6 separate regions of the Mus musculus genome follow, and all the other regions are linked to region 1. Evidence: chromatin contacts called from public Micro-C and promoter capture Hi-C data. All regions are on one chromosome and are shown on one strand. The core of a region is the stretch at or near the end of the contact, and the rest is flanking DNA. Distances in the headings are between cores, read along the strand shown. Region 1 holds the start of Mtmr7 (myotubularin related protein 7). Region 2 holds the start of Mtus1 (mitochondrial tumor suppressor 1). Region 3 overlaps Mtus1 (mitochondrial tumor suppressor 1). Region 4 holds the start of Fgf20 (fibroblast growth factor 20). Region 5 holds the start of Micu3 (mitochondrial calcium uptake family, member 3). Region 6 overlaps Slc7a2 (solute carrier family 7 (cationic amino acid transporter, y+ system), member 2).

What was found. Promoter capture Hi-C pulls out the DNA fragments that hold promoters and counts their contacts. A called contact is a pair of places that touch in the nucleus more often than the background predicts.
Region 2: a contact with region 1 is called in a promoter capture Hi-C map of liver. The contact joins the promoter of Mtus1 here to the promoter of Mtmr7 in region 1. A contact is called at or near these places in 1 of 39 promoter capture datasets (liver) and 1 of 484 Hi-C or Micro-C datasets (embryonic stem cells).
Region 3: a contact with region 1 is called in a promoter capture Hi-C map of embryonic stem cells. The contact joins the enhancer-like site here to the promoter of Mtmr7 in region 1. A contact is called at or near these places in 4 of 39 promoter capture datasets (the HPC-7 cell line, cranial neural crest, embryonic stem cells and 1 more), 1 of 484 Hi-C or Micro-C datasets (embryonic stem cells) and 3 of 115 datasets of contacts at active chromatin or transcription factors (embryonic stem cells and extraembryonic endoderm stem cells).
Region 4: a contact with region 1 is called in a promoter capture Hi-C map of liver, with 4 times the contacts expected there. The contact joins the promoter of Fgf20 here to the promoter of Mtmr7 in region 1. A contact is called at or near these places in 7 of 39 promoter capture datasets (the HPC-7 cell line, cranial neural crest, embryonic stem cells and 4 more).
Region 5: a contact with region 1 is called in a Micro-C map of embryonic stem cells, with 6 times the contacts expected there. The contact joins the promoter of Micu3 here to the promoter of Mtmr7 in region 1. A contact is called at or near these places in 3 of 484 Hi-C or Micro-C datasets (embryonic stem cells and rod photoreceptor) and 1 of 9 other capture datasets (adipose tissue).
Region 6: a promoter capture Hi-C map of liver shows a contact between it and region 1. The contact joins the enhancer-like site here to the promoter of Mtmr7 in region 1. A contact is called at or near these places in 13 of 39 promoter capture datasets (the 3T3-L1 cell line, the C10 cell line, the HPC-7 cell line and 8 more), 3 of 484 Hi-C or Micro-C datasets (nephron progenitors, olfactory sensory neurons and pancreatic cancer cells), 4 of 115 datasets of contacts at active chromatin or transcription factors (differentiating embryonic stem cells, embryonic stem cells, forebrain and 1 more) and 2 of 9 other capture datasets (macrophages and pancreatic islet).

Annotation. Positions count from the first base shown.
Region 1 is chr8:40,633,196-40,636,419 of GRCm38.p6, forward strand. It overlaps Mtmr7 (myotubularin related protein 7), which reads right to left and starts at 1,597. Exons shown (of 14, transcript NM_001040699.1): 1 at 1,503-1,597. The coding sequence starts at 1,526.
Region 2 is chr8:41,132,212-41,135,435 of GRCm38.p6, forward strand. It overlaps Mtus1 (mitochondrial tumor suppressor 1), which reads right to left and starts at 1,515. Exons shown (of 14, transcript NM_001005863.2): 1 at 1,270-1,515.
Region 3 is chr8:41,021,366-41,024,589 of GRCm38.p6, forward strand. It overlaps Mtus1 (mitochondrial tumor suppressor 1), which reads right to left. Exons shown (of 14, transcript NM_001005863.2): 6 at 1,015-1,229. B430010I23Rik (RIKEN cDNA B430010I23 gene) reads left to right here. Exons shown (of 3, transcript NR_015457.2): 3 at 1,020-2,851. Among named protein-coding and RNA genes, the nearest start is that of B430010I23Rik, 5.2 kb to the left of the region's middle. Within about 2 kb of position 1,671, at least 17 of the 459 cell types and tissues checked have an H3K27ac peak or open chromatin away from gene starts, as enhancers often do. A contact at or near this core is called in embryonic stem cells, where this site is marked.
Region 4 is chr8:40,285,428-40,288,651 of GRCm38.p6, forward strand. It overlaps Fgf20 (fibroblast growth factor 20), which reads right to left and starts at 1,526. Exons shown (of 3, transcript NM_030610.2): 1 at 995-1,526. The coding sequence starts at 1,280.
Region 5 is chr8:40,306,498-40,309,721 of GRCm38.p6, forward strand. Micu3 (mitochondrial calcium uptake family, member 3) reads left to right here and starts at 1,526. Exons shown (of 15, transcript NM_030110.2): 1 at 1,526-1,913. The coding sequence starts at 1,554. It overlaps Mir7666 (microRNA 7666), which reads right to left and starts at 1,432; the gene lies at 1,378-1,432.
Region 6 is chr8:40,895,086-40,898,309 of GRCm38.p6, forward strand. All of the region lies in intron 1 of Slc7a2 (solute carrier family 7 (cationic amino acid transporter, y+ system), member 2), which reads left to right. Among named protein-coding and RNA genes, the nearest start is that of Pdgfrl, 30 kb to the right of the region's middle. Within about 2 kb of position 1,671, at least 21 of the 459 cell types and tissues checked have an H3K27ac peak or open chromatin away from gene starts, as enhancers often do. A contact at or near this core is called in liver and pancreatic islet, where this site is marked.

The DNA of each region.
Region 1 (3,224 bases), core at 347-2,846:
AGCCAGGGCTATACAGAGAAACCCTGCCTCAAAACAAAACAAAAAAATATAGAGATATGGCTTTGTCTGAGGTGAAACAGAGTAAAGTCCAGAAAGTGATATCGCTCTCCCAAGTTGACACCAAATAAGACAATGCCATCCAGTGCCAGGATAAATACCCTCTCATCCCCGCTGCCGACATCCACATAAGACACCACCTGTACAAAGGGCCCCTTCATCATGAAAGAGGAATGCCCTTGGCAAAAGACAAAGAGAATCATGGGTTAAACTCATCACTCTTGAATAAATTATTTAGTACCACTTAAGACCTGAGAGCCCTGAGCCACGGATCTTGTGGTTTATGGCACTGTCTCCTAAGTTTACAACTTCCTGATTGTAAAGTAACAGTTTCATTCCATGGGGCAACGTCAACACAACTGAAACTCACCGCTGGAACTGACGGTCTCCAGCAGGCTAGAAGACTAATTCTTCCATGAACACAATATTAATGAGGCTTTTACTAAGAGGTATGGGCAACCATCTCTGAATGTAGGGATAAATTCTTGCTGGATAAGGAGCAAAGTAATTAAATATACGTTCCCATGAAATGATAATAGCCCTGGGATCACATGACTTCTGTGCACTCGGATATAATTTTAGTCCAAGTCTGTCTGGGACCTAGATTTTAAATATAAGATGATTCTGAAAAGACTGTGTGGTGGTAACTAAGAGAGAAACAACGGGATTTTTAAAAAGGTCTTCCTTCCCAGAGGTTTTTAAAATCAGACAAGAATCTCTATCATTATTTTAATTCTAAATTATATTGCAACAAAGAGTGGCAAGGTTTGGTACTATGGCTAAGGCTTCCAGTCTTAATTAACTGTATAATCTGGAAATAATCATTTCTGTTGAGCGGCAAACGCCGGTGTGTTTTAACACACACTCACGGGTGAAATCTATACGCAGCATCTTCTTCCCAAGGGGCCAAACAAACGGGAAAGAGAAGAATACGCCATCATTCAGTCATGGCAAATATGTATCCTAGGCTCAGCTGCAGGTCCCTAGCAGCTCCAAAATGGGAAAGGATGCTTCGGGTGAGTCCAATCCTTAGCTTCAACAAGCTTCCAAGTTCATTCAAACCATCTGTCTATAACGCACTTTCTTTGCACCTGCTATTCAAGAGCTTGCTTCCTTTTCAACTGCTCAGAGCTACCAGCACCTTCTTTAAATGAAAATATTTAAAGAAAAACCGTTTATCAGCACCCTGTTACTCAACAGACAAATGGGGTCCATTCCCTCCTGCCCACCCCTGCGTCCACTGCGCACCACCTCACCCCCAAGGACAAGAGATTAGCGCCAGCTAGGCCTGTGAGCTAGCAAGAGAAAGACCGGCCTCGCAGTGCTCTGGGAGATGCTAGGGCGCCGCCAGCTCCTCCCTCGTTCGCGGTCCAGCTCCCGGCCGGGCAGCCCCGTGCGCTTAGCATCCCTCCTCCTTCTCTGCCTCCTCCGCCCGGGCCACCAACCTTGGGCGTGCGGATGTGCTCCATGGCGGGCCCGCGTCTGCAGGGTCCCCGGCGGGCGCGGCCTCACGCACCTGCGCGCGCGCGTGCGGCGCAATGGGAAGGGCGGGGAGGGGGCTTCGGCGGCCGCGGGCGTGGGCGGGTCCCGGCCTTGGCTCCTCCTCCAGGTGCGCCGGTGGTGCTGGGCGCCTGCGCGGGCCTGAGATCGCGGCTCTGCGCCTGCTCGCACCTGCGGGTCTCACCCTTGGACTTTGCTCTCCTTTCCGCTCCCTCTCTCTGGTGGAGGCTCTCACTGCCCAAGTCACTAGGTATTTTTCCAGATGGGGATCTTCAAGCTGGCTGCGGTGGCGCTTGCCTGTAATCCCAGCCACTCAGGAGGCTGAGGCAGGAAGATCATTTGGGTCCAGCAGCTTGGAACAGTAAAAGAGACATAAAGATACCCCCCATATTTTCTTTTTTTAAAAAAAGAAAAATCAAAACCCAAAGAGAGTCAGGCAGCATAAAACGGTAATACTGTGGCACCACTGTTTCCTAAGGCACAAAGAGGGCCTTGTGTTGGGTGTGGTTTCTTGGAGAGATGCGAATGAATCTGTGAAGCTTTATACCCTCATTGGCTGCCTTCCAGAGCATCCGAAGATAGGTGGAACTTCAGAATGTGGTAGGGGGAAAAAATGACTGCACCCTGATGCAGTATGCATAGTCTACTGGGTTCTGGATGTATTCTGGCACAGGCTCAGTCAGCAGAGTCTTTGGGGTGAAAGTGAGAGTAATACCAATGTTGTTTGTGCCCTAGTACTAAGGTTGCTGTCAAGTCAGACATCTCACATAACCATGTGACTTCACTGATGGAATCTTGATAGAGATGTGAAAACCCCAGATCCTGTGTTAGGTACATATCGGCTGTCTTTTCCTAGCTGTAACTAAACGACAGCTAGAGACACAAAGTATCCACTATGAGGTCCCTTTAAGGCACCAAGGGAATCCAGAGACTAAAAACACCCTCTGCCATACTGAAGTTTCATAGAACAGTTCTTGGAGTAGTATTTGTTTCGTTGTTTTCCTGGCCCTTGTTTATGACATTGTTGTAAATTCTTTGACCTTACACATTGTTTTTGATTTTGTTTTTTTTTTTAATCTCCTGTTCAATACCGGCATATTGCAACCTTCAAAATATGTTTTCATTAATGTCGAATTCATTTTAAAATTGTCACATCCCCTTTGCACGTTTTGGACCATATTCATACTCCTACCACCCGAGAGGGTAGATTGGAACAAGCTATAAAACATCACTTGTAAATGACAAGAATAAGTCAAAGTGTAATTTTCCCTTTTGTAAAGAACATCAGGGGTAGTCAAAGAAAGTCCCGCTTTAGTCAGTAGTACTTTCTGGTCTCGATTCAAACCAGCTCCAGTATCCTTATTTATAGACTGAAAACATCATTTCCTGTCTATATGACCTCATCTCCAAATTAAATTTTATGATATAATGAGCTTACATCTGTTTGGAGGGAATATTCTGAATCAGACAGACATCCTGGAATAATGTGTTTTCAGTATTCTGTCTTCTGGTAGGCTGATAAATAGTGTACTGGATCAGCAATTTTTACACACAAATATTATAGTACAGATTTGAAAACATCTATACATAGGTAAAGAGAGATGTCTGAACAATTCAAGATTAGTCTAAAGTGTTGATGATTCAAAAATCATGGTACTTATTTAAAG
Region 2 (3,224 bases), core at 265-2,764, 500 kb after region 1:
AATTCCTAACGGTTAATTAAAAGGTACAGACCTCTCCCAAACACAATTTGTTTCCCACATAAATCTAGTTTTTAAAAGGAACAGGTGAGGGGCTGGGGCAGCTATCAATGATAATCCAGGTGTTTGGTATATACAAAACTCTTCGCTCCATCCATTGAACAAGGGGGTGGGTCACGGGGGGGGGGGGCCGGGGCAGTGGAGAGAGGGTTCAGGTGAAGATCGATACAACATTTTAAAAGTATTTTAAACTAAATTCTATGCCTTTTTTAAAAAAACAGGGCAGGAACAGGTTTTCTTGCATAACTTTTCTTATCGATACAGTTCTTGAGAAATAAATCTGTAAACAAGAAGTTTAAACACACCCACACAACAGAGTACAGATTGCCCTAAAGGGATTGCTGGAGAGAACGGGGATGAACTATTTAAACTGATAACCTATTTGTAAAACATTCCTTACAGAGGTCATATGTTTAGCGGGGGCCCGACCCCACCTCTTTTTTGCCCTCCCACAAGTTGTCTCCGGATCCCCGGAATCCACTCCCACCCCCACCGCGCTGTGATTTGATACCTTGATTGAACTCCAATCACCTGGCAGAACATGAAAGCTCGCTTTCCTCCTGTTTTGCCTAAGACTCTGGTTTTAAGACAAACAAAATACACTGGATTTCCTCTGGTAGAACACAAGACAATTTAAAAGTAGCATTTTGCAGAGTGAGTGCCAGTATGCAAGCTATGTTTACAATTCAATGTGTCACTTTTACAAGTGAAAAGTGAACAGATCACCCTAGTTGGGGGGGGGGGCGCAAAGACTTCGCGGAAATTCGAGCTAAGTCCTCTATTGAGTAATCAATACGGCGACCCTCAACGTGGGCTTTCCCTTAGAGTTTGTAAGAACCCGCAGGCTGCAGGGAGTAAAACCCGCATGAGGACCTGGGGAACTGCACTAATTCCCTTTCTCCCATATTTTCTGCCCTGACTGCTTAGTGGGAATGGACCCCGGCAAGTCGCCCAGCCGGAAGCCTGAGGCTGCCAGGTCCAGAGCCAGAATCCAGCGCTTGGTGGGCGGCTTTCCACCGAGGATGCAAACTTGACAGTTGTCCTTTATCCACAATAAACCCACCGCCTCGGTCACTTTCAAGGTGACAGCAACTGCAGCCCGCTGTCCTGCAGGAGCCCCGCGGGTCCCACGTGAGCTCAGCCTCCCCACTCCTCCTACTTTGAAACCCACTAGGACACCCGCCCCCCTCCCCGGAAAGCCAGTCCGGTCACCGTGAGTGCGTTGCAGTCGCCGCTCCCCAGCTCCTCGTTCTCCGGAGGTCCCCACCGCGGCCGGGATGGGCGACGGAATGGGATCCACTCCGCGCTTGCCCGCAGAGCCGGGGAGCCAGCCCTGGGGGGAGCCACGGCGTTCTGCACCCTCGGCGGGTCCTGCCTTGGAGACGTCTGTACCTGGGGCTTGCAGATCGACCCCAACCCGCACCAGCACCCTGGCGGCCAGGCGGGAACCGGGAACCCGGAGCCCGGGCGTCCCAGCCTCCCCGCCCCGGGCCGCCAGGGGGAGGAGCGAAGGCGGAGGATCCTGGGCTGGGTGGCCTCGCCCCTCGCCCGCGGCGGCTCCTAGAGCCCAGACAAAGGCCAGGTTGCGGGGGGGAGAGGGGGGCAGAAGGGGCAGTGCCCCCCAAAAAAACTAACCTGAGAGACGAGCAGGGGTTCCTTGAGGCACGATGACTCCCGCGGAGCTCCACTACGGTCGCCAGCCGGGTCGGGCTCCCTGGCTAAACGTCAACATAAGCCACAAGCCCCGGGCGTACGTCCTGGATCGCGCTGCACCTGTTGCCACGTGTGTCGCAAAGCCACCGCTGCTGACTGCGCGCTTGGCTGGCTGTCCCGCGCGACCCCAAACCATTCACGTCCTGGTGGGAAAGCTAAGCTCTGCCAAGCCCAACTTTGGGGCCCCAGGACCGTCGGACAGGCTAGCTAGCCAGAGGGAGGATTGGCTCCTCCTGGGTCCCCTCGCAGCCAGAATTCCCTGTCCCGCGAAGGGCTTTGGAGTTGGGAGGTGGGGAAGTTGCAGGCTTATCAGCGTAAGGGTTTATAAGGAAGCAGCACTGATTGTTCTCGGAGAGTCCCACCTGCGCCCTATATTGTCTTCAGACTTCCGAGCAGATTACTAGCGAGCACCTATTAAAGATTAAAGAAACCAGCACTCCGACTGTTAGAAGTTCAGATGGGGGTGGGGTTGGGGTAGTGGGAGAAGCTAGGAAGAGAAGCTAGGTCTGGCCACTTGAAAGCCAAAGTCCTTGTTCTTGAATCAAACTGAGGAAATTTCAGCCTCCACTAAGCATATTTTAATATAAGGTTTTTTCCCTAAAGATTGATAGCCTGCTTGTAACAGATAAAAACATTCCTGAACATGTCAGACAACCCAGAACTCTAAGTTTAATGTATGCATGTGTGTATACATATATAAAACTACGTGGCCTGGGATTGCTGAAAAAGCATTTTCAGTACATTTCTTGGAGCGCAGAGGCGGGGGACGGGGGTGGGGGTGAGGGAGCAGAAGCAGCATTTCAGAGGTTGCCTATACCACGAATGCTGGATGATCTAATAGCTTTGCTGTTTATAGCTTTAAGTGCTTTCACGTGAACAATGATCCATTCTTCGCTCACAAGTAGACCCTGCTGTAAATAGGTTAGATTATTATCTCTATTATTTGAGTGAGGCAACCGAAGCTCAGAAAAGCCAAGTGACTTGCACATGGTCACACTGTGAGGGCAGCCAAGGCAGGCACAAACCCAGCCGAGCAGGCCCGACTCCCCCTTTTTTTCCCTCCATATTCCAGTAGATAACACCTCTTGCTTATCTTTGAAATCCCTGTCGTAATATCAACTCTGTCTGACGTTAGGAAAAAAATCATGTGACTAGTTTTAAAGTGGCACAGCATTAAAAACCATCGGACAATTCTCCCTTGAGCAAAAGGCACCCAACAAAACAAAACCAAAAAAAAAAAAAAGCCCCGGATGTTTTTTTCTGGCAAGTCATGAGATAATTATGCTAATTAGCAACATGCTTCCTCCCTAAGGAAAATCCTCCTTGTGTTAAACATATTATTTAAGCCTTTATAAGCCACGTGCCCCCGATGATTTGGCCCAATATAATCCACACACATCCAGATTCCCACCACCACTGCATTCCATTGTGCGACTTAGTTCTATGTATGAATA
Region 3 (3,224 bases), core at 421-2,920, 390 kb after region 1:
AGAGGTCAGGTGGGGTGGAGGGTGGGAACATCCACAGGGAGACAGGAGGGTGAGGAGTCATGGGATATAGAGCAGTCGGAGGGTGGATGGGGGTGTGGGGCAGGGAATGGAATACGGAGTGTAAAAAGAAAAATAAAATAAAATTAAAAAAAAAAAAGAACCTATTTGCAGGAGATGGCTCAGCAGTTAGGAGTTCTTGCTGTCAAAGCAAGGGGACCTGAGTTCAAATCTCCAATGCCCTAAAGCTAAGCATGGTCGTGAGTGTCCATAACCACAGCCTTCGGAGATGAAGTCAGGTGGGTCCTGGGAATCCTCTAGGCCAGCAGCCAGCCTGGCTGAAATTTCCAGTTAAAGGTTCAGTGAGGAACCGTGTCTCAGAAACTAACACTAGAGGACCAGCATCCTGCTCTAGCCTCTGCATGCTTGGGCACCAGCACCCGCATGTACACAGGCTTGTCCACAGGCTTGTCCACCACACAAAGAAAAGGAGGGAGGGACGATAACAGAAAGTTATTGTAACTCCAAATCCATCTAGAGACTGGCACAAGTAGAAAGTGGGTGATAAAATTATAGTTTGGGGCATGGCATGGGGTTAGCTTGGTCATAAACACAAATTCCTCAGTTTAATCTCTAGGACCCTCAGTTTTAAAAAAGCCAGGCAGTTTTGAGGGCTGGAGTATTGGGGGTGTGGGGACAGGCAGATTTCTGGGATTTGCTTGCGAGCCAGAGAGACCAACGAGTAGAGTTTCGTGCTAGTGAGAAACCCTGTCTCGAGAAGAAGGTAGATGGCTCCCTGGAAATAAATGAGATTTTTCTCTAGTCTTCACCATAAACGCACATGGGTAAACACACGAGTACACGTGCGCACACACACACACACACACACAGGAATTGGGGCGCAGAGAGACGGGGAGCAGAGAAATAGAGTTCTAGCTCTTGCAGTCACTAAGTTAAGCACATTTGTAGGACAAGCATCCCCGCCGCCCACCAGTGAGGGTTGATAGACGTCCTTACCTCAGACAGGAGGTGCTGGATCACAACGGTCAGCGCTTCAAACTTGGTGTTACCACGGGAAAGAAGCTGTCTGAGGTGCAGGATGAATCCACTTTGGCTTTCACATTTTGTCTTGTATTGGGCCAACTCAAGCGTTCTCTCGGAGGACAGCACATCTGGAGCTGTCTGGGTCTGGATGCATAGGCTCCTGGGATTCTTCTGCCTGCCCTTTTCAACTGCAAGAGGAAGGAAAGAAAAGCACAAAGAAGATGCGCGTGAGGTTAACTAATTTTTATAACCACCACCACCACATGGGGCTCACAACCAGCCTACTGCCGCCACACCAGAGCATCTGAACCATGTTTTACGTTGGGACGTACACATGGTGGCAGGCTGGAGTAGATCGGGGATCAGGATGGGTGGAACTCGTCAACAGGGCCAATGGCTTTAGTTCTCACTGTGAAGATTTAATGGGGAGTTATGCACATGAGCCAAACAGATTTAGCAACTCAGAAACATAAAACACTGGAGGCAGGGAAGAGGCAAAATAGTGACTTCGTGGCCTTTATTTTTAATTCACCATTGTTGTCTGTGTTCATGATGTTATGTGCATGAGAGTACAGGTTCTCAAAGACTACTGCGGTCCTGTGGCGGTCAGAGGACCACCTCCTAGAGCTGGTTTCCTTTTACTATGAGTTCCAGGATCAAGCGCAGGTCACTAGGCTTGCATGGCAAGCACTTTCACCTGCTGAGCCATCCCTCCAACTCCACTTCATAGTTTTTACTCTTCCAGTTAAGTTGACAAATCTGAAAGTCCTTTCCTGTGTCTGTTGGGGTAGTCCCGCGATTTCTGTCCTTGAGTCCGTTTGTGTGTGCATACGCGCATGTGTATGTAAGGGGGCAGGGGGAGAGAGAACGAATGTGAGTCTGCTATCACAGTGACGCAGTAAATTATACCAGGTGACGAAAAGGAACAAGAGTGGCACTGCACTCATGACACAGGCTGAACAAAGTACAATTATACAGTAGGCAGAACTAAGACACACTATTCAAACGGTTTCCCATTTTGGAGAAATGCTGAAGCTAGCCGGTAGTGCACTTAAATCTAGGATGCGGTTTAAATCCCCTTGTGTCTTCAAACAGACGATGAAAGGGTATGATTAAAAAGCAGAGATTTAAAAAAAAAAAGAAAAGAAAAGAAAAAAGAAATCATGGGATAAGCACTGAGGAAAATTCTGATTATTGGACTTGAAATGCTTTTCTTTCCTCTCGAAGGCTCCTTTTTAAAAAATTTGTTAGACTGGGCATGGTGACACACACTTTTAATTTAATTGCTTGGGGGCTGGGGGTGGGGAGGCAGGTGGATCTCTGAGTTCCAAGACAGCCTGGTCTACAGAGGTTTTGTAGGCCAACTGAGGAGGCGCACTGAGACCCTGCCACCAAATAAATGAGTACATGTGTTATTTTTGTTTGTTTGTCAGCATGCTAAGTAATAGGCTTCATTATAGTATTTCATAGATGATTTGTTTAAGTTTTAGTAAGTTCTTCACAGTTGCTTGCTGGTCTGCCTCCTCCACCCTAAAGCCCTCCCATTTTCCCAGGAAACCCTTCCTCCTTTACCTCACTGCCCCCTGTACCCTTTCCACAAACACCTCCCACAGAGCTGTCTTCCCCGCTGTCTTTCTGGTCATTGTCACAGTCTACTCTGCAGATGTCACCGAAATCTAATGACCCAGCATATACACTGGAGATCCTGCACTTTGCTCCTCCGAGGTTACTGGGAAAAGCAGCGTGTGCCTGTGCGCCTGGATACACTGCCTCATTTTTCAACAAGCGCAAACTTCGTTCCCCGTGTAGTAAAAAAAAAAAAAAAAAAAAGAGTGTAAAAATGTTCTCAAATGCATGCTACTATTCCAGATTCATCTACGTTTGGAGAGATTGCTCACTTCCCATGCTGTGTTCTGGGAACAACCGGTTTTAAATGAAAATCTTTCTTGCAGTTTTGGAAGCATTCCAAACGTCAAGTTGCTCTGGGTAAAACAGGAAGCCTACTGCTTGGTGTCTGGAAATAAACAGGCCCAGCAATCAAAACAAATATAAATATGGAAAAAAAAAGGCACATGAAACTAAAAAAAAAAAAAAAAAAAAAAGTAAAATAAATGTTTCCTTATTGTGACAACCAGCCCCCATGGCGCCGTCCATCCACATTCTGCACTGACAAATTTGACAGA
Region 4 (3,224 bases), core at 276-2,775, 350 kb before region 1:
AGTATCCTGGGATATTAGGATCAGAAAGCACCTTTAGCAAACTATCTGATTTAACCTGACTTGTCTGTTGTGCGGGCCAGAAAGCAAGACTCACACTGAGGGGGGCACTTGCTAGCTACCTGGCTGGCTGGGGAGTCATTAAGACTAGATACTTTACTGATCTAATCTAGAGTCCCTTCATCCTATTAACCCCTTCTGCTCCCGGGCATTGCTGTTGTATGTAGAAAAGATTCTCTGTGTTCCCAGCCATATCTTCTTTCGCTTCCCCCATTTCCTCTTACCTAAGGTCAATACCAAGATCTCTGCTTTCCAGTTTCGCAATTTCTAAAGAGAATCTTGGCCAGGTGGGCATGCTCAGTCCTTCTCCCTCCTCCCTTGCTCCATCTCCTTCACTCTCCTCCCCAAACCAGAACAGAGAACTGCAGCCAGGCAGACCTCTAAGTAGACACGTGAAGATTCACATCCTGTTTAAGAACCATCCCTTCGGAGAGAGACAGGGGCAGAACTAGCTGCATAACTGCGGGGCATGTTTTAAGAACTGGGATGCTTCCCGTTACTAATTTTCAAAAAGGTAGCCACAGAACTGCAAGTGTGGAAGGAAGAGAACTCTGAATAGGGACCTCCTAAAATAATAAAATTGACTGTGAAGGAAGGAGTGCAGGCAAGGTTGGGGGACAGATCATGGTTCCTAGTCCAACACTTTGTGCCCCAGGCAGTAGAGCAAACAGAGCAGCATTGTACCAGGAGTGAGGGACCCATCCGCCCTTTCTCCCTCTCCCCACCCTCCACCCCCTGCACCTAGAGTTGCTCTCCTGCATGGCAGGACAATTTCTCACACGCCCTGAGCCCGGGACCTTGCACCCCAAATGTCTAGAGGCTCAGGTTAGCACACAGCTCCCGCTCATTCCCTTCTGCCAGGGTGGTGGTGGGAGGCGAGAAGAGGAAGAGGAGGAGGCGGGGGTTGAGGGCGTAAGGGCGGGATGCTTGTACCTACCGAAGAGACTGTGATCCTGCCGGGTGCCCTGCACGGTGCCGTCGGGCAGGATCTGCAGGTGGAAGCCGGTGCGGCAGTAGAGCTGCCGGCGGCGCAGGATGCCGTGCAGGTGCGCCAGCTCCACGGAACCGGGCCCGCCGCGGGCGCCCCTCTCCAACGCGCCCCGCCGCTCCCCTAACAGCGGTGGCCTCTCCCCTGCAGGAGGCAGCAAGAAGTGCGACCCCACCTGCTGGCTCAAGCCCTCCAGGCCGCCCAAGAAAGCCCCGACTTCGGTCAAGGGAGCCATGGACGGGCCGGACAGGATGACTGAAATTCCAGAAAACAGGAGACTTCCCTCTGCACCGCCAATAAAAAGTGTAGCAAGGGTGGCGAGGCGAATGCAGAAAAATTATAGCCAAATAGGTACCAAAAAAGTTAAGGCTGGGTTACTCCTGTGAGGTCCCTGTGGGGACGGTGCAGTGCACCCTCTTAGATTGATCTTCTCTCCTTGGGTAGGAGGATGCTGGCTGCTGGCCTTGCAGAAACATCTAGAGCTGAGGCTGCTGATTTGGGGCTGGAGCTGGGGGCTGAGGCTCCAGCTCAGCAAACTGATCAGATCAGAGTCCTGTGTACATACACTCCCGGTATATATGCGGGTCCTCTTGACATATGCTAATCAAGTCCTTTCATGCGCGCCGGGGAGGTTGGTTTTGTTTGAAATCTTAAACCAGCCTCCTCTCTCTCTACACGTTGTGCTCCTCGGAAGTGACTAAAACGGAGCACTTGGAAAACTCTTTCCTTGCACTAGGCCAAAGTCAGTCAGCTAGCAAATTCGGGGAGGCTCAGCCAACAACCTGGTATACTACGTTGTCTCTGGGACAACCATGATGTTGTTTAGCCGCTGCTGAACAAACAACCACCTTTGATGTGAGCTCATTTACAGAGATAGATAGCTGGGAGAAGGAGCCCAACTTGAAGAATACTGAAGAGAGTGGGGGGGGGGGCGTACAGAACCGGAGATGAGTGGGAGGAGAAAAATGAAGGCGCTAGAGAATTGGACTCCTTGGAGCTGCTGGGAGCCTGCAGTGGACAGGTGCAAAGAAAAGCAAGGAGGAAGAAGGGGAAAGGGCGTTACCTGAGGCTTAGACCTGCCCAGACACACATGAAAGGAAAATCAAAGCTTTGACAGTTTAACTCACTAATTTTAAAACACTAATAAAATGTACAAGCATTACTCTTTTCTTTTATCATTTAGATGGGGGATTTTCTTTACATAATCAAGCTTAGGGTAGAAACGCCTTGCCCCCCCCCCACCTCAAGTTCTCTTTAATGTTTATCTTAACTCAGCAAATGATATAACCAGGATTCCCTTATGTCTATGGAAATGATAAATTGTGTGTGGAGGTCCTGGGCTCATTAGAATAGTCAAATAGCACAATATAATCATGAGGGGGAGGGGAGCGAGAACAGTCCACTCAAGTAGGCTCGCTCACATTCTTATAATTTGCTATGAATGAAAAAATACTATCTACAATAGTGAAATAAACGATAGCTGCTTCTGTACCCTTATCCAATCTAAGAACATTTCCTTTTGTCTTAGCTGTAGCTTCCTAGAAGCTAACCCTTTTGTTGTTTGTTGTTGTTGTTGTTGTTGTTAAGTTCACACTTCAAGTATAAAAATCTCAAAATAACTAGCCAGAAATAATTTTGGTTCTTGATGAGTATCAGAGATTTCAAAATTACTGGTAAGCTTTAGGAGTTCCTACTCATACTTGTAAAATAAATAAATTGGCCTGAGGGAGTTAGATATGTGTTAAAACTTATATAGATATATGTTAGTTATATGTTAAAACTTTGTTCCACTGGCTGGCCTAGGGAAATCCATAGGTGGCTGAAAAATTGAGAATCACTGGTCAGATGTATTCTTTTCCTGCGCATAGGGTTTCAAAGACTGGCTTAAGATTAGAATTTCCGTCTTGTTTTGTGCCCTATTCAGAAAAAGCCTAAACTTGTGAGTTCAAATGGATTTGACTGGTTTATTTTATTTTCTCTGAAAGCTGGCTCTTCCTCGTCCCTCCCTCCCTCCTCCTCCTCATCTTCCTCCTCTTCCTCCTCCTCCTTCTCCTCCTCCCCTTTTCTCCTTCCCCTTCTCCCCCTCCTCCTCCTTCTGCTTTGGATAATTAATTGGCAGGTGCTTTAAAAGAGGTAAAGTTACACTTTTTTGTCACCACAGGTCTAACTACTGACCCTT
Region 5 (3,224 bases), core at 276-2,775, 330 kb before region 1:
TTCTTACAGCTGAATTTGGCTTCTCCCCAGAGAAAATAGAAATATGGCCTATAAATTATGATTGAAAAAAATAACTATGTGCATATGTCATATACATACCATTGTAATGACAGTATGTATTACTTTCCTATTTCTCTTTATAGCTTCTTAGCTTTTTAAGTGCCATGAATAAAAATCTAGTCTGTCCAAGATTTCTGGTAATAGTCCATGTTGGAATATTATAAAAATACCAGGAAATTGTGCTCAGGTCAAAGACAAGTTTAGAGGACCTATGGTACACACACATCGCCACACACACACACACACACACACACACACACACACACACACACACACACACACACACTTATACATGCATACCTTAGGGAACTAAATGCCTAAAAATGTTTGAAATCAGAGACGACAAAAAAAAAATTCCTGGGAAAGTATGGAGCTGCCATAAGTCATGCTAGTGGAATTAACAGGCTTCAGTGGAAAACAGATAACCTAAAATAGATACTGTCCTTATATGTCACAGATATCTTTTTTACCATTTTTAGGAGCTTTAAGGAAGTAAAACTGTATTAATCTCTATTAAAGCAAAACGTAACACAGCATATATAATGGGTTACTTGAAGATAAGGGGTGAGGGACAGACATAGTAGGATATAGGCCAGAAAACCAAGCAATTAAACTTGGATGTTGCTGACTATCCTTCTAGATCTGAAACTTTTCAGGGGTTCCTGGCACCGTTCCACACAAAGAGCAATGCAGGCATAACTCAGTCAGTAAAGCTGATGCTGGCAACGTGTACACACACACACACACACACACACACACACACACACACACACTGTATAACGTGCATAAAAGAGGGCACACTGCACTTCTCAGTTACATTTATACCATCAGTCACCCACACACACAATTGAGTCATAAGAATGATGAAAACCCGTTGTTTCACATATTTGACGGTTTTATTGAACTGAGTAATGTCACATACACATACTAGTAGTTCCTAAAAAATATTAACACTAACTATAAATCATTAGCCTGTCCTTGCCCAAAGTCCAGAAGCCAGCCTTATGGAGTCCAAAAATATTCATTCAGAACTGCAGACTTTATGATTGAAGCAACGGTCTGCACGCAACCACAAAGCGCTCGGAGCATCAGAGAATTCGGCACCGAGCAGGGCACCCAGAGCAGCGCGGCCTGTCTTGGAGGGGCGCCGGGTCACCCCGCAGCTCGGCTCCTGGAGTTCCGCCTCCCAGCGGTTCCCCAGGGTTGGGGGTCCCTTGCCCACAGCCGTGGTTACGGGCGCCGTCCTCTACCACGGCGTGGCTGGGCTGAGGAAGCAGGAAGGAGAACAGCCTGGACTTGGGAAGCTTTGGAGCTTCTCTCGCCCGTGCGCTGCATCCCACGGCGACTCTCGGGGAAGCACCGCCCGGGCTACGGAGGACCGCGGGTCCGCTCCGAGCTCCAGCACCGCGCCGACTTCTCGCGAGATTTCGGCCCGCCCCTCCCGCCCCCCTCCGTCCCCTCGGCTCGGCTCGGCCCGGCCCGCAGCTCCCGCTATGGCTGCGCTGCGGAGGTTCCTGTGGCCGCCGCCTCGGCTGTCGCCGGCGCTCGCCCCTCAGCAGCCCTTCCTCTCACCGTGGGGGCGGCCTGCGGGGACGGCTCCCGGGATGTCGGGCCGGCCCTTCTCCTGCCGGGAGGAGGACGAGGGGGCCGTCGCGGAGGCGGCGTGGCGGCGGCGACGCTGGGGCGAGCTGAGCATCGCGGCGGCGGCTGGCGGGGGGCTGGTCGGCCTTGTGTGCTACCAGCTGTATGGGGACCCCAGAGCCGACCCCTCGGAGCTAGCGGCCCCGGAACTCGAGGACCCGCCCCGCGGCAGGGGGCTGCTGCCCATCCCGGTGGCTGCTGCCAAGGAGACGGTAAGTGCCTGAGCGCGTGCGCGCACCGCGCAGGTGACGCCAGAGGGCTGGACTGCCAGGTGTGCCACCTGCCCAGGGAGGGCTTGGGGGTCGCGGTGACACTTGACTGACACTTGACAGTGGAGGTTGTGGAAGCACTGCGAGCTCCTGTAACAGAGAGTGAGGAACCTCCAGTGAGCAGCGTAGATCCACGCCAGGCACGTCTCTGTGCACTAGGATGCTCTGGGAGAGATGAAGATGATGCTGTCACTCATGCCTCAGCACCGTTCTGGTTGCTGCAGCTACCGTCGAGCAACCAAATACAAACCAGACACCCCACCCCACGACACACAGTGTCACAACTAAAGGACTTGACAGGCATAAACACGAAGAAGTAAGTGATGAGTGAGAGACAGCAAGAGCAAATATTCCTGGAAGCGAGTGCTGGATGCATTCTGAAGGCTTCTTTAGATATTGGAGTCTGCCAATTAGTGTACAGCAGTCCCAAGAGAGGTGTTGCTATACTGGGAAGGGAAACGTTACTCAAAAGTAGTACACCTCTCTTTCTCTTTCTCTCAATAAACCCAGAATCCCTGACATGATAGGTTAGAACAAACAGGAAGAGAGGTCATGAAAGGTGGGAAACTATGAGTGAAGCTAACTGCAGAAGTATCATATAAAAACGTTGAGCTACAATGTAGTTCTGATATAAGGTAAAGACTGTTAAGGCAAGAAGAGTAAGGGATGTGTCCTGTGTCCCCCTACCCCCCCCACTCCACTCCAACACACACTGTTCTCTGTTTAATTGTCATGTAAATGACTTCAAGAATTAGCCTAGGGAATATTTCTACATCAAGACTAAAAGGATATGACAAGATTGGGTGAAATAGTGCCCCTTTTAACCTTAATGAAATTTTGTATTTTTTTTCTCCTGTATGTAGGTCTGTAGTGGCCATGTACAAGTACCCAGCTTCTTGTGTATGTTTTGGATCCAGGTTGGCAGTGCATTTAGGTTAGGGGATCTCTGCTATCCACCTTTGCTTAGTGATAAATGACACGCACGCTGTGTAAAGTACTTTTATACAAATAAATAATCAAGTACTAGCAAACACTGTCAGCCTTCAACCCCACACATACAGACATGCTATTTTGTGGCTTAGGAGAGTAGCATGACATTTGTCTTTTGACCACGTGAGAACTTTTAGTCAACTGGAGTTGGTCTGGAAACAGATTAATGAGGTAGGGAACATGCAAATAGTGTTTTCTTTCCTCCCTTTTAAAAATGAACGTTACCTTTAAATTGGAGAAACTGGATCACGTGGTTCCATGAGT
Region 6 (3,224 bases), core at 421-2,920, 260 kb after region 1:
AAAGCAGTTTGATTCCTGACCAGTGGCTGCTTCAAACGGTGCTAAGTGCACGGGTTCCTTCAGATCATCTGAATTCTCTTGGCATCCTAGAATTGACATTAAATGGCATTAACTGACATTAATAAATGTTGAATTAAGGTCATATGATTTGCTTTTAAAACAATCATGGCCACTTTTTACAGTTTCCTCAAGAAGGAATACTAAATGACACCCCTCCCCCCATGTCTTGCTTTATTTAACTGTTTTGATTTACTTTGGTTCTCTTTGATTTGAGTCAGCACCTCCCCATGTAGCCCAGGTTGGCCTAGGACTCATTGTGTGGCTGATCTGAGATGCTGATCTTCCCACCTCAGCCTCCTGAGAGCTGCCATTACAGGAAATGTGCTAGTACACCCAGTCTGAACTTTCTTCTTGCAGAGAGGGGCAATTTGGACACCACAACATCTGGCCAGCATGAAATTACATCTTGCACGGAAGATCACACCAGACCAATAGTCAGTGGACAACAGCCACAACAGCTTTGAGCTTCTGAAATGTAGGAACCCCACACCTGTGAAATACCTTCTTCCTTGCAAAATCCACACCAAACATCTGGTGTTAGCAGATGCGTGTAAAGGGCAGACCTAATGGGTACTAACGCCCCAAATACCTTACTGGGAAAATACGGATGTTCTCAAGGTATTCCAGCTGGCAGCCTGATGCCAGAAGGAAGGTGAATTAGCAGGAAGTGGAGCACTCTCGGTTAAGAGATAACCAGTTCAGGGTTGAATGAAAGCAGAGGCGATAGAGCAGCCTCCGCAGCACCAGCAGACCTCCATTGACAACTTCTGGTTTTAGTGACCCGACAGCTCAGCATAGCTTATATGACCAGGGAGTTAGTTGGAACAAAGTAGAGAACAGTCTAACACTGCAAACTCAGCAGGGCTGGAGGGAAGAGAAAATGCAGCTGACGCCCCTCTGGCTACGTCTCCCGGCATGGCAAGCACATTCAGTCAGCTCCCTAGATACTATTCCAGTATGAACTTGTGTGCCCCAGTCATTTTCTTTAGAGTCTGGGGGACATCTGAGTCTGCCCCGTCTGGCTGTTTCCGGTCCAGCTACCTGTGGCTTAGAGGTGGGGGACAGTGCTGTAGTAATGGAGGAGCAGGTGGCCGGTGATGGAGACTTCAGCAAACTGATGATGCTGTACGTTGCCTGCCTACAAAGAAAGGCTTCAGAGCAACTATTGTTCAACCTTCCTTATGCTGTGACTCTTTAATACGGTTCTTCATGCTGTGGTGACCCCCAACCGTAAAATCATTTCATTGCTACTTCACAACTGTGATTTTGCTACTGTTACGAATCATAATGCAGATATCTGATATGCAGGCTCTCTGACATGGGATAATTGAGTCACATGCAGTGGGTTTCATCTTATTTCATAGGACAATAAACTAAAGGGTGTCAGGTACCAGGCATGCAATAAGCACCACGGATCGTGGGCATTTTTTAACAGTAGCACTTGCGAGTTGGGTTTGAAATAATTTGGGGAAGGGCATCTTCCTGCTTGTGGTGGCATGTGGAGAGTAGCTGGCACTAGCAGCCTGGGAAAAGGGAACAGGTGGTACCCGGTGGCATTCAGGGTGATTTATTGGCCAGCCATTGCTGAAGAGAAAGGGCGCCTGCTTGGTGCCTGTGCTGCGACCGAGCCAGGACGGAGTGCTGACTGAGCCGCTACTCTGGTTACCCCAGCGCCCAAGGCTTTGCTTGCTCTATTTCACTTTTTGCTTCATCCGGCTTTCCCTTGCCCTGGGAACAAAGTTACATGCTAAAAACAAACAAACAAAACCTCACGTTCATCTAGTTGAGTGAAACCGCTGTGTCTGTACTGCAGCTGTGGGTTTGCTTTTATGGAGGTGAGTGTCCCCACGTGTTACAAACCACCAGTTGTCTTTAGGAACCTTCCAAAATCCTGCATCAGCTGTTCATCCGGTTGTGTAACCTTGGGAGAGTTGCTTGCCCACGGGAAATTTCGAAGTAGTACATGTTTTACTTTAGCTTTCTGGCCATACCGATTCAGTACTTTAAAAGGAAAGAAAATACGTCATTATTGCTGTGGTTGTTCATTTGTAATAACCTCAATTGGGTCTTTAATTTTTACTTATCTGGACTTTGCCATTCACCTATCTTCCTTTAGAGGAAAGAAAAAAAATTGCCCAGAAAATTTGATATGGAGAAAAGATAGAGTAAGCGCTTAAGGGGAAATATGTGCAGAAAAATGTTTTTCAGGAAAAGTGATTTTAGGTTTCAGTGCAAAGCTTGTCTTTGTTGTTGTTGCCTAGTCCAGGTTCAACAGTGACCATTTCTGGTTGGATAATATTTTGTTTTGAGAAAATCGTCTCTCAAAGAGAAGTAAAAAGAATTGCCATCAGTAATCCATGCCATAGCGGTTTCCCCCCCTTTGCTACCTTGTCTCATCTACTGTTAAAACTTTGTATGGGAATGTTAAAATTGTAGGCGTGTAGTTGCTATTGACTATGAAGATCACAAAGTTAAAATATATAAGGGGGGGTGGTAAGGGGGCAGGCAAAGATCCCTGTACTCTACGTTCTAACTGTATTTCTCTCCATCAGTCCAGACAGAGATGTGGCTCACCACAAAACGGGTAGAGGAAGAGAAAGAAAACCCTGGGTTCTAATTGGTTGACAAGCTAATTGGTTGCAGGCCCTCCTCTTGTTCCTGGGGTAGTGGGTTTTTTTTTGGTTTTTTTGTTTTGTTTTTTTGTTTTGTTTTTGTGAGAGCCTATTGTCACGCTGCAGGGAGTAACCTTGACAGATCAGCGTTGACATAGGGCAGTAGTGATCTGTTTCTGTGACTTTTGTCTCAAATACGGAAGCAAAGTGACAATCGAGGCTAGATAATTTTCTGTAACTAGCAGATTTCAAATACATGGGGGGGGGGATGTCTGCCCTCCGTGGTGTTACCTACCGTCAGGTATGATGGTTTGCTAGACCCAGAATTCTCTGCTGTCAATTCCCATGGATTGAGGAAGTCTTCTTCAGCATCCTTCTTCCAGGATGCTGAAGAAGGAGTCTGCTTCTTGCCAAGAATCAAAGTATAGGTACTTAGAAATTGCCATTCTTTGGGCTGAGCATGGACTAAAGAAGATTCGAATGTAGCATTAACCTCAATATAACCTTGCAGAGGGAGGCATGCACATCGTGATAATCCCCTCGGGCCTCCTC